4 separate regions of the Mus musculus genome follow, and regions 1, 2 and 3 are each linked to region 4. Evidence: chromatin contacts called from public HiCAR-type and HiChIP or PLAC-seq data. All regions are on one chromosome and are shown on one strand. Each heading gives the region's core, a stretch centred on a gene start, on an enhancer-like site or on the middle of the called end of the contact. The rest is flanking DNA. Distances are from core to core; before and after follow the strand shown. Region 1 overlaps Gm40624 (a long non-coding RNA gene). Region 2 has its middle 46 kb from the start of Gm40624. Region 3 overlaps Gm40624 (a long non-coding RNA gene). Region 4 holds the start of Marcks (myristoylated alanine rich protein kinase C substrate).

Region 1 (2,700 bases), core at 163-2,662, 1.2 Mb before region 4:
GTCAGCAAGCTGTGAGAAGCCACAGGACCCTGGTCCAGGGGTGGCAAAGCACAGTCTGAGTTCCCTGCAGACTGCCTGAGTTGGCTCAGACTCTCGGGCACAGACACCATAGATGCCGCTGAGTGTCGCAGAAGAGCTGGCTCTGAGGTCCCAGGCCTGAAAGGAGATTGAGGATGACAGGTTCTCAAACTCATGGGCGCTGCAGACATCGCTGGATGCCATGGAAGAGTTGAGAAAGAAGTAGGGAGGGGCTCACGGGGTTGGCTCTGGCTCAATGCCAATGGCAAAAAGCCTGGAGGAGAGCCCTCCAGTTGGTTCCCATGGAGAGGACAGTCTTTGGCTTGCTCAGTGGGCTGCTTGGCTTGGTGGAAGCTGTGGCTGAGAACACAGGGAGGCCTTCTGTGGGAGACTGGACATGGCTCTTTAGAGGAAGACCTGCTCCATTGCTCCAGCATGGAGGATCCCAATGAGAAGAGACAGTCCATGGTTTTAAGGTGTTTATTTTCGTGGTATAGAGTTGTGATGAGTGAAACCTTACCCCACGTTCTCAGGGTGGGCCTGAGCTTAAATAACTTTGTCAGGGAGAAGTGTCGGGAATGGGAGCTAAGAGGGTAGTTGAGGCAGAGACAAGCAGAAAGGAGAGAGGAGAGAAGTAGAGACCAGCCATGGCTATGTAGAGAGAGGGGGGAAAATTGGGAAGGGAGTAAGGGAGAGGCAAGAGTAAGAGAGTAAGAGAGGGAGGAGGGGGGAAGCAGCCCCTTTTAAAGTGGGTCATTTTGAATATTAATCTCACCCTAATATGTCTTTATAGATACACCAAGAAAGATGGCCTAATATCTGGGTTTCCCATGGCCTGGTTAAGTCAACACACATGGTTTGCTATCATAAAGTCTTAAAATACAAAGTACACCAAAATATACATATCCAAAATACAAATAAAAGGGAAAATAGTTATTCACAAGTAGCCAATCTCCTATCATATGGAAATGAACCTATTGTATTTAGAAATGACAGGGGCCAAGACTTTTTCATATTCCCACTAAGCTATCCTGTTTGTTTATTGGACCCTGGTCCTGTTTCCTGTGCTGATATCACACTGAAATCTATCACTGAATACTTCTGAAAATTCTCACAGTATGTCCACAACGGCTCAACCTTTTTTTACTTCAATTATGAGGCCTTTGTCAATAACCTTCCTACAGCTCTGACAAGCCATATTCTTCAGTGTACAAAATTTGCACTGCACAAAATTTGTGACCCCATCACTGAAGTGAAGCTTGCTGCTGTTGCTAAGTTCTGAAAAATGTCCATAGCTGATACCACTTGCCAGCAACTGCTGTTCTGCACCGTGATGGTGAAGAAAATGGGCCTGGAATTGCGTGGCCTTGGCTTTAAAACCTGGCTCTGCTACTTGTAATTTGCATCACTTTGGAAAACAAAATTAATCACTCTAAGCCTTACTTTTCTCACCTGAACACTGGACTATTTGAGACTTGCAAATTTGTTGTGATGCTGAACTGAGATTGTGAATGTTAAATATTTAGTACAATGCTGGGTAGAGAATAAAAATCTTAGACACTAGGAAACATCTTATTTTGTCAATTAATGGCTGCTGTTGCTACTTTCCCTTGGTTGCTTCAGCTCTAGAGGGGTGTTTGTATAGACTACTTTAACATTGGCAAGAACTGACTGGCTTCTCGCCATGGTTCTCACTAAGCCCCACACAGCATTTTGACTCTGTGAGACTCTCTGGCATTAAAAAAAAAAAAAAAAAAAAAAGCAAGCAACTCCCTGGCCTGTGGGATGGGCCAAAAGCTTAGTCTTTAGGAACTGTTCGTTCTCATGGCAGGAAAAAGTAAGGGAGAATATCATCAGACAAAAGTGAATATGATTGAGCCACACTGTTAAGAACATACTTACTAGCCGGGTGGTGGTGGTGCACGCCTTTAATCCCAGCACTTGGGAGGCAGAGGGAGGCAGATTTCTGAGTGCGAGGCCAGCCTGGGCTACAGAGTGAGTTCCAGGACAGCCAGGACTACACAGAGAAACCCTGTCTCAAAAAAAAAAAAAAAAAAAGAACATACTTACTAAATTAACTCATCTTAGACTCAATGTTCTTATCTCTAAAATGGAGATGACTGTGGCTCACAAAGTTGCTGGGTGAAGGAAATGACATTATATGCATGAGAATATTCACAGCATTTGAGTAGATAGTTAATTTTGTACTTGTTGCGTATTTTGAAACGGTTAGTCTCAGGTTTCTTTCATGTTTCCAAAATTATTAAATATTTAAAAAGCAGATCTTGACTTTTCAATACTTTTTATTTAGAAAGGGAACCGGGATTATTAAACACATAACTGATTCTAAGGTCCAAGCAGAAAGTATATAAGGTGAGACCACAACAACTTGTAATAAATGAAATTAATAAAGTAACCCATGTGTCATCTTGAGCACTCAATGAAGTTTAGTGGAAATATCTCAGGGGCACATAGAGTTTTCTCAATGGCCAAAATTATAGGATATTGAGCAATAAATATGTAAAATAGTAAATAATAGCATACCGTAAATATCCACGAGCCACACTGATGTGAATAAACAATTAGGTATCTATATGGAGGCAAACATAAATTAGCTGTAAATAAGAAAGAATTCCAAATAATTTATGTGTATGTTCTACTTTCATGGTGAAAGAGCTGTCA
Region 2 (2,700 bases), core at 106-2,605, 1.2 Mb before region 4:
CAGATTAAGAAATTTGGATTTCAGGGAAAAGAATGCTGTGTAGAACAAAACATCACTTTTAGATGTTAAAACCTTTAATGTACCAAAAACTATTATTACAAATCTAGATGATGGTGTACCAGTATCAGTGATTTAAAGTTTATGAAGCGACTAATAGAACTGATAGGTAGAACGGAGAAATTGACAATTATACTCAGAGTTTTATGGCTCTCAATACTGATATAGCAAGTATGCAGAAAATCAATAAGGATACAGAAGCTTTGAATACCAATGTCAATGGCTTGACATAATTGGTATTTATAATACATCCTTCTATAGTGCAGCAGAATACTAATTGTTTTTCATTAAAATGGAACCTTTGGAAGCTTCAGAACTCAATGAATTTAAAATAATTAACTATATTCTTTAATCAAACAGAATTAAATTAATAATCAATAACAGATTGACATAAAAAATCCATAAATATTTGAAAACATAATAATTCACTCGTGGATACACAAACTGTCAAAAGGAGAAACTCTAAAGGAAATGAAAACAGCATGTTAGCACACAAGTTTATAAAAATGTGTTTAGAAATGATGGCGTGAGCAGTGGTCAGGAAGGGGCTGATAGTTACACAAAGAAGTTGAGCATATTTAAGCTAGTGGTCATATTGTCTGCTTTGAAAGCTAAAAGTAAAATAAATTATATTTAACAAAAGCAGCGTAGTAATAATGATAGAGGTACAATAATTAACATATACAAGATGAAAACTAAAACTAAAAAATTCCTTACAAAGATTAAATGAAATACAAATAGCCCAGAAAAATCAGTGTCAAACTGATCAAGTGACTGAACACGTGTCAGAATTGACAACATACAAAAAAAGAGGTGGTGCTGACTGTTATAGGTTCTTAAAGAATAAGAAGTATAGATTGAAAACTGGAGGCTAATAAATGTGAGATCTCTGATTGAAAAATTGTAAAATGGCAAGTTCAAATGCTCTCACTACAATTTACTCAAGAAAACCCCAATCTGGACATCCATGACTGTATCTAAGAACCTTCTCTAATACAAACATCTTCATCACAGAATTCAGCCAGGCTTTTAAGAGAGAGAGAATGGCAGCTGCACTATCACTCTTAAATAAAGAAAGCTGAAGAAGATGGAACATAGCACTTTGTCCACAAGCTGCTGCTGGTCACAGAAGTGGTTACGGGGTAAAGAAGGACTTAAGGACACAGGAAATCATTTAGGGTGGTTTCCAGGTACTTCAAAATAAGAATGTACAGCTGGAGCTGTTGGCCTCAGGCCTCATTTCTGTGGGAATCATGTGGCTCCGGAACTGACTCTCAATGTTTTGTCTTCCTAGGGAACTGTATTGCAGCCCACAGCGGTGTAGTCAATGCCTGGGTTATTCACCCCTAGAGAATCTGTACCTCACATAGAGAACTGCTCTCATTCTCTTGTCCTCTGCCTCCTTCATGGGGACGCCTAAGCAGCACCCCTATTGATCCATTCTTTCCCTTCACATACATATTGGGAGAATTAAAAGGGAGATGTTAAAATGCTTTAACATTCAACTCACCAGTAAACAAACGCTTCCTGCTAACCACTCTGTGCAGAAGGATTCTTGGAGATGAGAGAGAGGGAATGAAGAATGTCTTGGAAGGCAGCCAAAATCAACATTTTTTCCCTAAAATTAAATTAGACTATTGAAAGGAAAACTCATGATTCAGAGCACAAAATATTTCCATTTCCCCCTAAGCATTGTCCTGTGTTATTAACATGTTTCTTGGTTGAATTGCTCAAATAAAACATATTTTTCTTTAAAACAAACAGGTATTTTCTATATAATCATTAAAATCTCCACTTAAAGCATAAAATGCCTCTTCTTGCAATGTATGAGTTGTTAACTAGCAGTGTGTGCTGGCATGTGTGGAATAGGCATCTGACTATAAAACATCGCTAAATACCATGGTGGTTCAGTTACTGCTTGGTTTTAGCCATGAGTCTTCTATGTTTATGTTAGAATTAATCACATGTAGTGACCCTTCAGCAAGTGTCATTGTGACCTGTCCTTGTCATAGCTAAGTTCATGATTCAGTACATATTATTTTGCTGTAGGGTACATGAGAACAGATGACCCCTCAGTGTCCTGCACATACAATTAAGTGTTCACAGAATGCCTACAATGTTAAAAGTAAGTAGCTATTAGCACAGAAGTGCATTGTCAGCATACAAAACTGTATTTATACATAAGTACATATATGAGTAATAATTGTTTAAATGAGAATTTATTAAAAATGTGGAAATTGAACTTTGCTTAAGAAACTTCAATAAATAAACCTACCTTACCTTTATTTTCTTTCTTTACAATACCTTCAAGGAATCCTTGATTTTAGAAAAATACGTACCCCTCCATTATGTACACACTCATGTATTTGGGATAAAAACATAACCTCATAAATTTCCTATTAGAAAAAATAATGAATCTCTAAATGGCTACTCTTGTTCATCCACTTTAGGTTCATATTCAACCTCCCCAGGTTGAGAAAATAAAGCCTGGAAAGAAGTCCAAATAATCTACAATAAATTAAATTCTTACATTCTTGGGGAAGCTTCTTGAGATCAGGAACAAATTAACATATTTCTCAGACTCCAGATGTGCTCTTGTATAACATGACCCACTTATTGAATCTTAATTATATATTAAGAACT
Region 3 (2,700 bases), core at 166-2,665, 1.2 Mb before region 4:
TGTACATTATGATGCACTTCACCTAAACCTACAGGCTTTGAAGGCCAAGTCCTCATTTTACATCTGGCAGTTTTAGTCATTGTTTTAACTTCATGCTTATTTGAATGTGTAATCACATTTGAAAGCCTCCTGGGATTCTATGCACATACCTTTCTTCTAACAATGCATTTGTCAATCTAGGGCCCTTATCTGCACATACTATTCACATAGACCTCTCTTTTAATTGTATACTTGGCAGTCTGAGATGTTTACCTGTGCATACTTTATAACATAACCTCTTTCCAAACAACAACTGAATAACAACTATCAATCCAGGACCCCCATTTGCATTGAGCACATCCCATTCCCAATAGCAGAATAAATTTCTCTACTCTTTAATGACCAACAAATTTAGAATTTTACAAAATGTATTCATAATACCATCAATAGAATGATCTGGCCTATTAGTGGTTTTGAGTGCATGCTTAATACGGTGAAGTGTCCTCTATGTGACTTTTAGTAAGAATCCTGTATTTGCTCACTTATGTCTATGCATTAGTGGGCATGAATGTGATGAAATTCAGATGAATTGTGAGGAGGAGCATGAATCATAGAGAAATGGTTTTACTACCAAAAGTCTGTCAACCAAAATAGATACCAACTTACATTATACCCTCCATGATCAAATTGCTCCCCTTGAAATCCATAGAAGGAACAGTAATGAAGGCTTTCTTATTGTATAATAATGGAGTCCCTTCATTCACCGATGCCCTCAGTCTTGACAGTTCATTCCCTTCTACAATGCACTATTGCTCTGCTTTGAATAAAGCATTCTTGCAACTTTCTAAATATGTGCGCACATTTATTTCATTCACTAGTAAAATGCCTAGGACCTAAAAATACCTGGCCCAGACCTGAACGTAACAAAGTGATAGAATTTGCTTTAATTGTAGAAGAAGATAAGCATTTGTAACTGATCTGAGCAAACTTTTAGGCAAGAACTTTGCATAACTTTAATAAATATTTCCGCCTAGTTACAAGTCCATTAATATCTCAAGAAGCCAGAATGATGGAATAGCTTTATTCCCCATGTAAATGGGCATGCTAAAATATGTGGCAAGTGTGCTTGAATCTAATTTAGGGAGTATCCTCTGTCTCATATTTACTTCTGCTTACGTGTAAGCACATCAAATTTCATAAAAGAATAAGCCTTTATCTATCATTTTCAGTGCTTTCTTATAACACCCATGAGGTTAAACCAAGCATGTTATAATAAATTAGAAACAAATATGAAAAGGACCTGCCTAAGGAAGAGCTCCATCATGAGACTGGGTTTGCTGTGTATTTAAACAAAGTCATGATTCATTAGCACAGGGCTTTAACAATCAAATAAACAAAACTGTGTTCTACAAGGCATCCATTAGCACATTGATGTGCATAAATCACCAGCCATGTGACTTAGGACTCAACCATTTGCCAAACAGCTGCTTTCTCAGCTCAAGTAATGAAGGGGGGGGGGGTGGAATCCCCAGCTGAAGCCAATTAGTGGATAAGCATTCATTCCCAAATATCTGAGGCAGTTGAGTGGTTTATTTTGGAGGCTAGATATGTTGTTACTCAGACCCAAGGAAGAAAGCTCCTTTTACAAAAAATTGAGCAGTTTATGTTAACCCTTGTTTGTACTGGGCTCTCTTCCAAAGAACAGGCAGAGACATAAGCAAGCAAACAAACAAACATGCAAACAGATAATTAAGATCTAAAATCCTTGAAAGCAGTGCAGTGAATCATTTATTTAGAATTGCTTGTTCCTTAGCTTGTGGAATATTCTAAGCATTCCTGGTTCTAGACTATGTGAGTGTAAAATTCTAGTGTGAAGCAAAATATCTAATTTCAAGCACAAATTATATTTTAAAAAAGACACAAGACACGTGATCAGACTGAAGCAGACTTTAGGAAAGACTGATCATATTTCATGTGCTTAAATTCTAAAAAGAAAGCTATCACTACTCAAGAACTAGCTTTAAGCACACATTGCATTTCAGAATGGTGTGGTGCTTAAAGAGAGAAACACCTCTTCTAGGCCCAGGTGTTTGAATGCCTGCTCCCTGGCAGGTAGTGGTATTTGGTGAGGTTCTGGGACATGCAGCCTTTAGGAAGTATGCCACAGCCAGTGTGCTTTGAAAGCCCACTCGATGTTGTTTTCTGTGCTTTGCGTTTACAGTTGAAGAGGTGACCTTTCACTGTACTGCTCCTGCAGCCTCAACTACAGCTTGCTGCAGGCATCTCTGCCTGGCAACCTCGTGCACACTCCTCTGCAGCTGTAAACGCAAGCAAATCTTTCTCCCATAACTTGCTTTTGGTCAAGGTGTTTTATCATGTCAACAGAGAAGTGACTACATCAGTTAGGATCTATACTAAATGTTAGCAAAACCTGAGTTGTCCCTAAAATCTCTCTATTACAGTATTCTATATATTGCCTCCTGCCAAAATAAAGGTATAATCTGGAACCTTCTTTGCCTTGATAATTCTGGTAACTACATTAATTAATAAGGGTCACTAATGAAACTATAATAAACATAACACATTTTTCCTAGGAAAAGTTAGCACACAAGTAACCAAGACAGCATCTTTCTTACAAGCTACCTTAATGCACACAATAAATAAAGCAGAATGTTAATTGTGACTGAGCTATATACTAGTGAAAGAACATCTAGTAAATTT
Region 4 (2,700 bases), core at 123-2,622:
TCACGTTGCAGTCATTAAATGCAAACGCCGAAAGATGTTTTGGATGTTTTCATGAGCGAGACTAGAGGAATATTTATTAAGTTGCATCCTCTATCCCCTCTCCCTTCCAGATACATTAAATCAACGCCTGGTCTTTCACACACTAAAAGCGTCTGGTACTTCGGTGGCAAGGGCTGTAGCGAACGAGAGAGATATCCTACACACCGCTGTAGAGCTTTGCCTTTAGCCTGGGTTAGACGTGGAGTCTCCAGGGATTTTCTTTCTGTCTCTCAACCTTGCAGGCGATTTCTTCTGAGACTAGGACTCGGTCTTTTAGGATTTCCTCGCTGTTGCCTCTCTTCCAGGAGCACACTTGATGCTGTGCACAGACAAGTTCAAAATGAGAGTCCCTCCGATGTTGGCAGCAGGCTAGGAAAACAACCCGTGTCGACGAGAGTAGCTGCCTCCCAACTGTAAATATGGATTCGTACACTCAAGGCTCGGTCTAGTTTTACCACAGAGGAAAATTAATGATGTCGTTTCTTACAGTGATAACATGCTAGCAAGTTTCGATCTTCTGAAAATGGTCCTCACAATGTTTTGTGGAAAAGTGATCGGTAATTGGAATAGTTGGAGAGACGCGATTTGAGGTGCTCCAAGGACCAATTTCAAAATATTTTATTTCACGCCTCTAGGAGAGAAAGGAACGAGCATGGCTTAGGCTGTTTGCTGTTTTTGCGTTTCCCACATCTGGCCTACAGACCTAATTCCAACTGGAGATCTTGCTAGATGAAATTCGATCTTCGTGGTTTAAATACCTTTCAGTGTGGGACGATTTAACAATTGCAGCAGTTTTTTTAAAAAAAGAAACACCCCCCCCCAAAAAAAAAAATCCTTGCGCACTATCTGTGAAACCCTTATGGAGTGCGGAGGGAAAAAATGCTGCTAGCACACAAATCCTACCCATTGTCTTTAACACTCGTATACACACTTATACACGTAAACACACGGGAAAGATGGGGGAGGGGAGAGAATGGCTAGAGACAGACGCGGATATAGACCGGCAAGAGTCAATGCGAGTCAAGTTAAAGCTTTCTCCGCCCCCATCCATAAGTACCCCCTCCCGCGTTAATTAATTCCAAACAAAGCAAGCCAATCAAGACATGCATTATTATTTTCAGGCCGAGGGAGACGAGAAGCACGTATTTTTTAATTGATTTATTTATTTGGAAGACATTAATTCTTGGTCTGAGGCTGATTTTCAAACCGTTTGCAAAGCGCGGCTCCATTGTTCGCCCGGAGCGCAGGCCCCGCCCCCTGCTTTGTGTGCGGCGCGCGGATTGGCCAGCGCGCGCGGGGGCCGCGTCAGCGCCCGCGAGCCCATTCATCTGTGCACTTGGGCGTTGGACCCCGCATCTTATTAGCAACCAGGGAGATTTCTCCATTTTCCTCTTGTCTACAGTGCGGCTACAAATCTGGGATTTTTTTTTATTACTTCTTTTTTTAAAAAAACTACACTTGGGCTCCTTTTTTGTGCTCGACTTTTCCACCTTTTTCCCTCCTTCCTGCGCTGCTGCTTTTTTGATCTCTTCGACTAAAAATTTTTTATCCGGAGTATTTAATCGGGTCTCTTCTGTCCTCCTCGCCACCCCCACCCCCTCCCTCCGGTGTGTGTGCCGCCGCCGCTGTTGCTGCTGCTGCTGCTCGCCCCGTCGTTACACCAACCGAAGGCTCTTTGTTTCCTCTCTTGGATCTGTTGAGTTTCTTTGTTGAAGAAGCCAGCATGGGTGCCCAGTTCTCCAAGACCGCAGCGAAGGGAGAAGCCACCGCCGAGAGGCCCGGGGAGGCGGCTGTGGCCTCGTCGCCTTCCAAAGCAAATGGGCAGGTAAATTCTACCTGTGGTTCTTGGCATTTCTTGGGTGTCTTTCTCTAATCTGGACGCCTCGTCTTCCCTCTGGTCGCGCCCGAGATGCATTCGAGGGAGGGGAGCCTAGCCAGATTCTAGTCTGAAAGTTGAATGGGTAATGATAGCCTAAATTGTCAATTTTTCATAGGAAGGGTACCCTCCACCCCCACCCCAAAGGAGTGGTTCCTAAGGATCCTGGCCAATTCTTGAGTAGACCGGAGGAAGAGTGATAAATCGTCTAAAATGGCGTGGTTTGGAGATTGGCTGAACGTGACTAGTTAGATGCACCCCCCCCCCAACGCCCCTCCAGGTTGCATTTGTATTTGGGGCCACAGTGGTGTTTGGGTGGCTCACGTATTTATTGTCGAGATTGGGTCGTCTTTGAGATTTCTGGTGTGGTTGTGTGTGTGCGCGCGCGTGTGTATGTGTGTGTAGGAAGGGGGGAGCCAACGCGGATGGCGGTGGAGAAAGGCAAGCTGAGAAGGCTTGTCTTATTGTATCCAGAGGCAGTATGCCTCGGGTTCTTGGAAAGGTGGCTGGTTAGAGCCGGACAGGCAGCTTTTCCAAGTGCCTTTGCGATGGCCCTTCCCCTCCCCCTTTGGTAGCTGTGTAATTACACACCCATATGACTTTTCAAATGGTATCCTGGTGTGGTGGGAATTCTCAGTGGGTTTTTGAAGACCCTTTCCTGCCTGCCAAGAAGGGAGCAGTTCTGGTGTTTTGGTCTGGACTGTTCGTGTGAGTGGCACCTTGGCCACCCTCGAGGATTGCCTCAGTGCTGCTGCGACCCAGGCAGAGAGCCATGGTTGGGTGGG

Evidence for each region. HiCAR-type assays count read pairs that join an accessible place to other places. HiChIP or PLAC-seq counts read pairs in DNA pulled down with a chosen protein or histone mark.
Region 1: a contact with region 4 is called in a HiCAR-type map of astrocytes, with 15 times the contacts expected there. The contact joins the enhancer-like site here to the promoter of Marcks in region 4. A contact is called at or near these places in 4 of 39 promoter capture datasets (3T3-L1-derived adipocytes, the SN4741 cell line and liver), 1 of 484 Hi-C or Micro-C datasets (cerebellar granule neurons) and 7 of 115 datasets of contacts at active chromatin or transcription factors (astrocytes, cardiomyocytes, embryonic forebrain and 4 more).
Region 2: an H3K4me3 HiChIP or PLAC-seq map of neural progenitor cells shows a contact between it and region 4, with 52 times the contacts expected there. The contact joins the enhancer-like site here to the promoter of Marcks in region 4. A contact is called at or near these places in 7 of 39 promoter capture datasets (the 3T3-L1 cell line, 3T3-L1-derived adipocytes, cranial neural crest and 3 more), 19 of 115 datasets of contacts at active chromatin or transcription factors (the NIH/3T3 cell line, the SCID.adh cell line, T-cell acute lymphoblastic leukemia and 14 more) and 2 of 9 other capture datasets (adipose tissue and liver).
Region 3: an H3K27ac HiChIP or PLAC-seq map of oligodendrocyte precursor cells shows a contact between it and region 4, with 40 times the contacts expected there. The contact joins the enhancer-like site here to the promoter of Marcks in region 4. A contact is called at or near these places in 10 of 39 promoter capture datasets (the 3T3-L1 cell line, cranial neural crest, frontonasal cranial neural crest and 5 more), 3 of 484 Hi-C or Micro-C datasets (cerebral cortex, cranial neural crest and palatal mesenchyme) and 16 of 115 datasets of contacts at active chromatin or transcription factors (the NIH/3T3 cell line, the SCID.adh cell line, T-cell acute lymphoblastic leukemia and 11 more).

The regions. Positions count from the first base shown.
Region 1 is chr10:38,379,588-38,382,287 of GRCm38.p6, reverse strand. Gm40624 (a long non-coding RNA gene) reads right to left here. Exons shown (of 3, transcript XR_871580.1): 2 at 2,563-2,608; 3 at 1-156. Among named protein-coding and RNA genes, the nearest start is that of Gm40624, 26 kb to the right of the region's middle. Within about 2 kb of position 1,412, at least 11 of the 459 cell types and tissues checked have an H3K27ac peak or open chromatin away from gene starts, as enhancers often do. A contact at or near this core is called in astrocytes, where this site is marked.
Region 2 is chr10:38,307,841-38,310,540 of GRCm38.p6, reverse strand. No RefSeq gene overlaps it. Among named protein-coding and RNA genes, the nearest start is that of Gm40624, 46 kb to the left of the region's middle. Within about 2 kb of position 1,355, at least 36 of the 459 cell types and tissues checked have an H3K27ac peak or open chromatin away from gene starts, as enhancers often do. A contact at or near this core is called in 3T3-L1-derived adipocytes, the NIH/3T3 cell line, astrocytes and 1 more, where this site is marked.
Region 3 is chr10:38,356,821-38,359,520 of GRCm38.p6, reverse strand. All of the region lies in intron 1 of Gm40624 (a long non-coding RNA gene), which reads right to left. Among named protein-coding and RNA genes, the nearest start is that of Gm40624, 3.4 kb to the right of the region's middle. Within about 2 kb of position 1,415, at least 21 of the 459 cell types and tissues checked have an H3K27ac peak or open chromatin away from gene starts, as enhancers often do. A contact at or near this core is called in neural progenitor cells, neural stem cells and oligodendrocyte precursor cells, where this site is marked.
Region 4 is chr10:37,137,598-37,140,297 of GRCm38.p6, reverse strand. Marcks (myristoylated alanine rich protein kinase C substrate) reads left to right here and starts at 1,372. Exons shown (of 2, transcript NM_008538.2): 1 at 1,372-1,864. The coding sequence starts at 1,763. 5930403N24Rik (RIKEN cDNA 5930403N24 gene) reads right to left here and starts at 766. Exons shown (of 3, transcript NR_166104.1): 1 at 1-766.